Regions from separate parts of the Siniperca chuatsi genome. Here region 2 is linked to region 1. The links are chromatin contacts, called in public Hi-C maps. All regions are on one chromosome and are shown on one strand. Each heading gives the region's core, a stretch centred on a gene start, on an enhancer-like site or on the middle of the called end of the contact. The rest is flanking DNA. Distances are from core to core; before and after follow the strand shown. Region 1 holds the start of fzd4 (frizzled-4). Region 2 overlaps LOC122879449.

Region 1 (4,404 bases), core at 78-2,577:
CAGAAATGCTAAGGAATTCTATGGAAAGGATTAGTACAGATGCACAAAATAGTTTGTTGGGTTAATTCCATTAGAATAGTTATACAGACAATTTAGGAGGTATGTAACTTTGAATAGGATTGTTCTTGTCTGCCACCAAATCCTTCTGTGTTGGCTCCTTGTGTTTCTCTGTTTTGTGTCTTTGGGCAGAAGAAGAAAGATAGGCTTGAGATGAAAAAGGCACATATTTGGGGTCCAGCCGCACTTCCTCATTGTGTTTGTGTGGCTCATGCATGGAATATCAAATGATCCCGCCCCCAAATTCAGTTGTTTCAAAGGCTCGAAACTTAAGCAAATAATGCTGACATGCAGTTGGACTCTGGACATGTAGAAATCATTTGATTTCAGAATCCTCACTCACTGTCTCGTACGTAGATACAGGTAGTCACTGTACGTAGATTGAGTTGAATATAGTAACTAAAATAAAATAAAACATCACTCTTACGGCAAAGAGGCATTAGAATATGGGTTCAGGAATTTGTAATACATCTGGCAGACCCATAAAGTGTCAGAATTGTGCAATTCACTTGGAAGAAAACACAAATCAAGCATTCCTTAGGCTCTCCCCCTCCTGAAATATTTGCAACAAATCCAAGCACCTTCTCACTCAAGTCCACTTTTACAAGACAGAAAAGCCAAAACAACACTCTTCACTGCTAGTTTCATGCTGTAAAAGAAAAGTCTTCTCCCAGGGTGCCACGAGCAAACAAAACCTGTCCAGTATGTGCATTCATTGCAATGCAAAACAGATTTCCAATGCTTCAGCATCACTTAAGGCCCTACTTTCAATTACAATGTCATGAGCACTTAGAGCTGACGGGCCTTTACAGAAGGAGAGTGGAACCTGTGGTGAAGTTCCAGACGGGCTTAAAAGACCATTAGGGACTTATAAATATAAAATAAAACACACGCACACACACACACACACAGAAAAAGCCACTTTTCGGATGCCTATTTTCTAAAAATACAGCCAATAAAAACATATGTAAGCCACATCAGCCAGTATAAATACAGGTTCTGGATATTGTCAGAATTAAATGGGGAATGCTCGCTGATTTTCTTTGCAGGGGGAGAAGAGGGAACACAGTGAGGAAAGAACAGAAAAGGATGAAAGAGGGAATGAAACAAGGACACAGGAAAAGAGAAAATGCTGAAGGAAAGGAGATGAGAGAGAAGGAGAGGGGATAGGGGGAGAGGAAGCAGCTCGCTCTTCTATTTTGCCTCTTGGATCCCGCCCTCTCGGTCAGGGGTTGGTCAGGGGAAACCCAACTCCCGCGCATGGATTGGTGGGCTCTCCTCTGAACTGGCAAAACAGTCTCTCCTCACAGACACAATAAAGTTTAGAGCTGGACGCTCGCAGGCAGTACGCGCAAAACCGGACGGCTGTATCTCGTCGCTGCGCTGCGCTTCTCCACACGGAGTTCTTAACGGGAAACAACGCAAGAAGGACTGTGGGATTTATCCAAATGTAGGTTGTTTTTTTAAACTGCAGATGCACGCACTGTTCTAACTGAAAACACGCGCTTTTGATTACGCACCTCTCTCGTAATGATTCACTGCGGCTTTCTGGATGTTTTAATCTACTGAATGGCTCCGAGTTGGATATTATAGCCTCCGAAACGCATGGACTACACGCGCTCCACTCCGGCTGGACTATAAACTCGCGCTGCGGTTTCCAGGGCGACCAAACCTAACTTGGTGTTTGAGGAGAAATCAGCTGTGCCAACATTTACAGAGAGGGCAGAGTGACCATGCCCGGGATGATGTTGTCGCTCGGCGGAGCAGCCTTGCTCGTCTTGTGCGGGCTGGTCGGTCCGCTCTGCGTGGTGCACGCTTTCGGCGACGAAGTGGAGGAAATGACCTGCGACCCGATCCGGATCAGCATGTGCCAGGGCCTCGGTTACAACGTCACCAAGATGCCCAATCTGGTCGGCAACGTGCTGCAGTCGGACGCCGAGCTGCAGCTGACCACGTTCACACCGCTCATACAGTACGGCTGCTCCAGCCAACTCAAGGTAACTGGACTGATGTCAGACACACTGAATACATACTGATATTAGAATAGACAGTGTGTTATTAAAAGCAGACACTGAAGCTGTAACATGCACACATTTAGGAACACTGATCCTGGACTCAAAAAGGCATAGCGATACAGTCTAAATTTACGTGTGTGTGTGCAGAGAGAGAGGGGAACAGAGTGTGGTTGCGGAGCACATGACAGAGAGCTTCTAGCAGTAGTTGACTATTCAGTGAACTGTTCAGACTGATGGTGCCAGTGATAACGAGGAGCATAATATAGGCAGACCCCCATAGAGTTAAAATAAGTGGAGGGGTCCCTGCCTTCCTTCCTGCCATGCAGGCTGTCATGCTAATTTCAATGAAAATGCCCCCTCTGTTGACATTCTGAGTTCATGCCCCACACAGCAACAGCTGAGTCTTCAGTGCTATATACTGTACCGTCTTCTCATTAACAATGGTGCCCTCAGTGTCCCCAAGACAAATACTGCTTGTTTGCCTCATGCACCATGTAAGAAAAAAATAGATTGGCCCCCTCCCTCATCTCTAAGATTTTACTTAAGATTATAATTGGAAAGACTGGTGACACAACAGAGGTCACATTTTTGGAAATGCCAACAAAGTGGAGCTTATGAATGGAGTTTACTTTTTCTGAAATTACGTGTATTCTGGCTAATCGTTTTATTTAGAGATTACTTTTCTCACAATTGGTCATACCTGGACATGTGCACTGCTAAAGAACAAACAGTTTCCCAGGTGCTCTTTTGTGTCATTATTTTAAGGAAGTTGGAGTCTGGAGATGTGTGTGATTTTTATCACTGTGTGTGTTTTAGTGCTTTAGTGCTTTGTGTGTGTACAGGTGTTTTTGACAAGCTAAATGAATACAGTGCTTAAGAGACATTTGTGTGCGTGTGTGTGTGTGTGTGTGTTAGACAGTCAAACAGAAGAAGGAGCAACTGCAGTGTAAAACCAAACTGTCCTCCTCCAGCTGAAAATTGTCCCAAAAGATTAGCTGGCGTGTGTGTTAGACAGTCAAACAGAAGAAGGAGCAACTGCAGTGTAAAACCAAACTGTCCTCCTCCAGCTGAAAATTGTCCCAAAAGATTAGCTGACAACCCCCCTCCCCTCGCTCGCTCTCTCACTCATATACACAGACACACACACACACACACACACACACACACACTCTAAAGAGGGTGGAAAGGGAAACGTATCCCCTAACATTTGCTCTAATGGGAGGCTTCCTGACTAGTAACCGGAGCAGCTTTTAGCAGTGAAGTGACAGCACTCAGGTTACCAACGGTCGGGGAAAACACCCCGAATGTGTTACTGGTAAAGCACGCATAATTCACCTTGAGAAATATCAGAAATTGTATTGCATCTAATTTCATATCTAATGCTTTTATTATAAACTTTGTGTGAATTGAATCAATCAGACAAACAAAACCTCCACACACACTGTTAATTTAACTTTTTTTAAATTGAATTTAAATCCAACAGCAAATTACTCAGGACAACTCCAATACTTGTGGTTCAGTTTGGGAATAAAAGATTCTTTATTTGTGGTGAGAAACTTAATACTGTCTCCAGATCAGCCAGCATTTGCAGAGATAAAGCTGCGCTACAACCCAGATACTGATCAGAGAACAGTGTAACAAATTGGGTTCCCTCTTACTCAGATAACTCCCATACTTCCTCACAGAAGTAGAAACATTATTAGCCTGTAGGTATGTAACAGAAAAGTAGCTCACTGACTATATCTGTAATTCTTGTGCGATTTATTTAATGGTTGTAAATTTTATAGCCCACGATTAACGTGGTGCCCAGATGCACAATTTTCATGTTTACATAGCAAATCAATTCTCACAGAAAGTAAGAGTTGTATAATGTTTCTGTGTGTATTTATTTCTCAACCTTGACACCCTTCTTGGATTCATGTTTCATTTGGGCTCCGTTCAAGGGCTGATTTCAAGCTGGGTTTTCCTCTATCATTGGATCAAGGCTGCAAGGCCCAAAACATTTATTTCTTATTGTGGCCCATTAAATATTTTGAAATGAAAAATGGCAGCAAACCCTCCACCCCACCACGCTTTAGTATTTAAAGTCTGCCCTGTCCAAGCTCCCGGAGGGTATGTTTGTTTCCTTTACCCGAAGGTAGCCGAGTGAAATGTACTTTCTGCTTCTGTGTATTTTCATATCATGAGCCTGACACTCTGGCTTCAAACAGATTTCACTGCAAAGGCATGAAATCACTTAAAATTGCAACCTATTGTAACCCCAGAGTACTTCTTCCCTCACATGACTACCACCTCAAACAGTCAAATGTGACTTCAGACTGTTCACTATCTT
Region 2 (4,229 bases), core at 712-3,211, 64 kb before region 1:
ACCCAACAAAACAAAAATGTAGAGAGGCTTCAAAAGAAACTACAATGCAAAACACAATATATGATCAATTCAATATACTGTCCATTGTATAAGGGCAAACCTGACACATAAAATACTGTAATGCAGTTTCTGTAATTTTAGCTGATGATAGTGTTTTTCTTTTGTCATTGTGTTATGACTAAATGTTCCTGTTGGAAGAGAACATGTGTTAGTGTTTTGACTAATTATTTGATTTTAAAATATGTTTGCAGTGTTTTGTTAGACATAGTGTATTGTGTTAGTTTATTATTGTATTTTGAAAATTAGTTTTGGGGTTTAGTTTACAATGTGTGATTTTGAGCATGAAATTAACCATTTTGCCAATTGTGCGTTTTAGGTGTGTCGGTGCGTTGAGTTTAGGAAAATTGTTAAATGTATCGAAAAAACTGTCATAGCGATTGTAAAAAACTGTAACAATAAAGTAACGTTTCTCATCATCCATTTTTGGTATTCTGCGGTTGAGACTAATCAAATATAAACGTTCTCTTTATTCTTTTGTATGTGATAATTAACTATAAAAAAAAACTATTCCAGACTCAGTTCACTCAAGTTCCAAAAAACTTAACTCAAATGCAAATTATTTCAGTTTGGTCCAAGTTTTGATCCTTTAATGAGATTTCTGCTTCACTATGAACAGTTTTCATTGGAACTATAAGACTTGACACGACCATTAACACAATAAAATAATGTTGCTGTTGATTTGTTGACAATAAGAAAAATGTAAAATGTTGCCAGCCTTTAAAGTCAACTGTCCCATTTCATATGTTTTTGACTCTGATAAACATTTGCTCTCATCTGAAGGTACACCTCAGAAGAAGGACCCTAACAATCATTTTGTGATAATAGCAGCAGCCACCTGTTCAATACTGGTGTTTTTCAGTATTGTGGTGTGGCTGTGGAGGAAATGCAAGACAGGACAGAAAGGTAAAGATAAAGATTAGGTTTGTCACAATATTGGTGTTCTACACACATTTGCATATCTGTTTGTAAGAACACAAAGATGCCAGTATGAATGACTCTAATGTAATGGACAAAAACTCACAGCAGTTTCTCTGTTGGTTTCCAGGGGGAGAAGCAACAGATGTGAGGCAAGAGTGTGGAGTAAATGGATGTAAGGAGTAAGTGGACGTTTACATGACACAATTGACCACATTTAAAATGTCACAATACTTTGATTTAATTCATAAGTAATGTAAAATGTAAGCGGATAAAGAGTTCCATGAGCCACAGCTGTAATGACAAAATGCTGCTACTGTACTCACAATTATGGACACAAGTCCCAGTTGCCTCAAAATGTAGTTTGTAACTTGTAATGTACATCAAATACATGGCTCACATTTTTATTACTACATCTTGTAACCACTGACCTTATCCCTCCCTTTCCCCTTCTTTCCTTTCTATTTTTCATTTTCTCCAGGGAGGTAATATCCCTCAATGAAAATAAAGGAGGCAAAGAGGCATCTTGAGTGCTAAACTGGTGAAGAAGATTATCCGATTTCTACTCCCTGAACATCTTATGTGTTCTAGAATCTAGAACTAAAACTGTATGTCACTCAAGTGTATGTTACATTTGTGACTCACTGGCTACCTACACACCAGGATTGGCCATTGACCTTAAGGGTCAGAGACTGACAAGGGACCGCATGCTGTCAACATTTCACTGACACTTGTGACTTCTTCAAAGTGTTTGAGGAAGTATTCATTATGAGTATCCTTTTACTGTTAAAGTACAGTGCGTCATTTGACTGACAGTAGCTTACTTTTCAAAAAAAGGACTTTACCACTGATTTGTGGTGAGAGTGTTGTTGCATACTGGGAAAAAGTCTGAGGGCGCCACTTCCCAGCACTGTGAGCAGTGACAACTATTTAAACCTGGATTAAGTAAATATTTGACTGACCTCTATGGGGAGAAGTGGGATCTGTTACACTTGCTACAAATGTCTTTTGGACTGCATAATTTTTAAATACAGTATATTGTTGCACTTTAAATTTACCCTGTGTGTACAGTTTTCTTAAATATAGCCCAGTTGTTGCCTTTACTGTTTTTGCTGGCTTTTTTAAATTTTATTTAAGACACATAAGAGAAGAGTCAATATTAGTTAGTGATCGAAAGGCACTGTAGTTCCCTAATTTGTGTCCAGGGCTTTACTCTTTATTTAGTTTTGTCAGAAATTATTATCAGTAGCAGAAGCTGTGAAAAATATGGATGTCAGAATAATGTTTGCACATGAAATTGTGCAGTAGATTCCAGTATTCCAAGTGAAACAGGTTTTTCTTTTTTACATAAATTGCTGTTACCCTCACGATTAATAGTTTGGTCCTCTTCACAACATTTTGTCTCTCAGGTGACTCTTCTCATATGAAATGATCTTTTTGTATGCTGTTTTGCCACATATTTATTTCATTTTATGTTTTTCAATCTCAATATATACAACTGTTTATTGTTTACCCTGTTTACATTATTTTGGGTATGGAGACCACTATTATTCCTCCTTCCTTGGAATTACCAAACGATCTCAAAATGCTGCTTTCATTTCCTAAATCTGTACAAAACAACCTTCTTGCTGTTGTAACTTGTCTTGTTTGTTTGTGATTTGACATCACAGTCTTGCCTGTATCTCATTTTTCTTTGTTACTGAAACGTACAATCAATTAAACTTGAGTAATTTAATTTTTATTGTGTTGTGGGAAGGATTACACTCACTTTTCACTCATTTCACTATATGATCAGAATATCCTATTTGAACTACTGCAATAGATTGTATTTACACAATTTACACTGTTTTAAGAGGCTTGACTGGGGGCTTTTAGTACTATATTTATTACCTTTAAATAGATCTTTACCCCAATAATTTGTCTTTTCAGTTGTAATGCACTTTTATTGCCACTAGATGTAGTACTAGTACCACAGAGACAAGACGAGTCTTCTACTGGCATGGCTGATGGTTGGTGTTGTGTGTGCTATAACATCAGAATATTATTGTGAAGTGCCACAACCATGAGCCTGATCACATTTGTCACATAATGAAACAATGTGAACACAATCCTTTTAAACCGGGATACATAATGTCTCCCTGACCACAATATGTGATGAATCCCATGGAGATGGAAGACATGGAGGATGATGAGGATAGCCCTGGTTTATTGAATGAAAAGAGAAGAGAAATAAGAGGAGGAAAGAGGAGAGGATTGTAGACTAGATGTGAGATGACATCAAAGGAGGGGGGAGGAGAACATTTGCTAACATGAACCTAGTGAGTCTATGAGAGAGGTTACCATCTAACATAGAATATTGTTAACATTATAGCTATACACATCACATCAGTCATTCTGTCTACATCTCTGTCTCAAACTATTTCCACCTCTTCTTCTTCTATTTCTCTTGCTCCCATTCTTGTTCTCTTTCTTCACACATTTCATTCTTTCAAAGCACACCTCCAATTCTCTTCCTCACTTGCTTTCTCTCTGTCTCATGAGTCACTGTGACAGGCTGTCGGTCCACCTCTCTGCCCTGTGTTTACATTGGGCAGCAGAGCAGCACCAGGCTGGTTGCACTTCAGGAATGTAACCCCCAAGATCCCTGCCCTCCTCCTCCTCTTTTCCCTTCTCCCCACCTCTTTTCTTTCCCTCCTTCATTCTTTTATTCCCTCATTGAACAAATTCACTCCTTCTCCCCTTCTCCTTCTGTTCCTTCTGCCGTCATTTCCCTTCCGTTCCTCTCCTCCCTCTAATTATCCTCCCCTCTGCCCCATCAGCCCCCATCTTTGTGAGCTCCCTTCCTCTCCTTCTGCCACCTTTCTCTCCTCTTTTCTTACCCACCCATTCTCCTTTCTCTCCTCCGAACCTCCACTCCCCTTCTCCCTCGCCTTTTTCTATCTCCTCTTTAAAATTCAAAGAGCATTGTCCAAGCTCACTCACACCCCCCATTCCCCTGTCATCATCCCCTCACCTCCCACTTCTCCCCATCTCTCTGTCCTCCCTCCCTCATTCCTCTGCTGTCTAACCCAAACAAACCAAGGAGGACTTTCCTCTGTGGTGGCTGCAGGAGAAACACCACATGTCAGACTTGGTTTAAACATAAACATTAGGTCAATTTGAGGTACTGGCAAAGGATATGAGGCGCTTAAGTTCAACATGAGATAGAACTACTATTAGGAAATCTTAATGCTAAAACTTACCATTGGATATAC

The links. Hi-C and Micro-C count contacts between places; a contact is called where the count stands out from the background.
Region 2: a contact with region 1 is called in a Hi-C map of an unstated tissue, with 5 times the contacts expected there. The contact joins the enhancer-like site here to the promoter of fzd4 in region 1. A contact is called at or near these places in 3 of 3 Hi-C or Micro-C datasets (liver, skeletal muscle and an unstated tissue).

The regions. Positions count from the first base shown.
Region 1 is chrLG7:14,208,457-14,212,860 of ASM2008510v1, reverse strand. It overlaps fzd4 (frizzled-4), which reads left to right and starts at 1,327. Exons shown (of 6, transcript XM_044203543.1): 1 at 1,327-2,054. The coding sequence starts at 1,791.
Region 2 is chrLG7:14,273,448-14,277,676 of ASM2008510v1, reverse strand. It overlaps LOC122879449, which reads left to right. Exons shown (of 9, transcript XM_044203549.1): 7 at 841-963; 8 at 1,106-1,150; 9 at 1,457-2,717. The coding sequence ends at 1,464. Among protein-coding and RNA genes, the nearest start is that of LOC122879449, 11 kb to the left of the region's middle. Within about 2 kb of position 1,961, the one cell type or tissue checked has an H3K27ac peak away from gene starts, as active enhancers do. A contact at or near this core is called in liver, where this site is marked.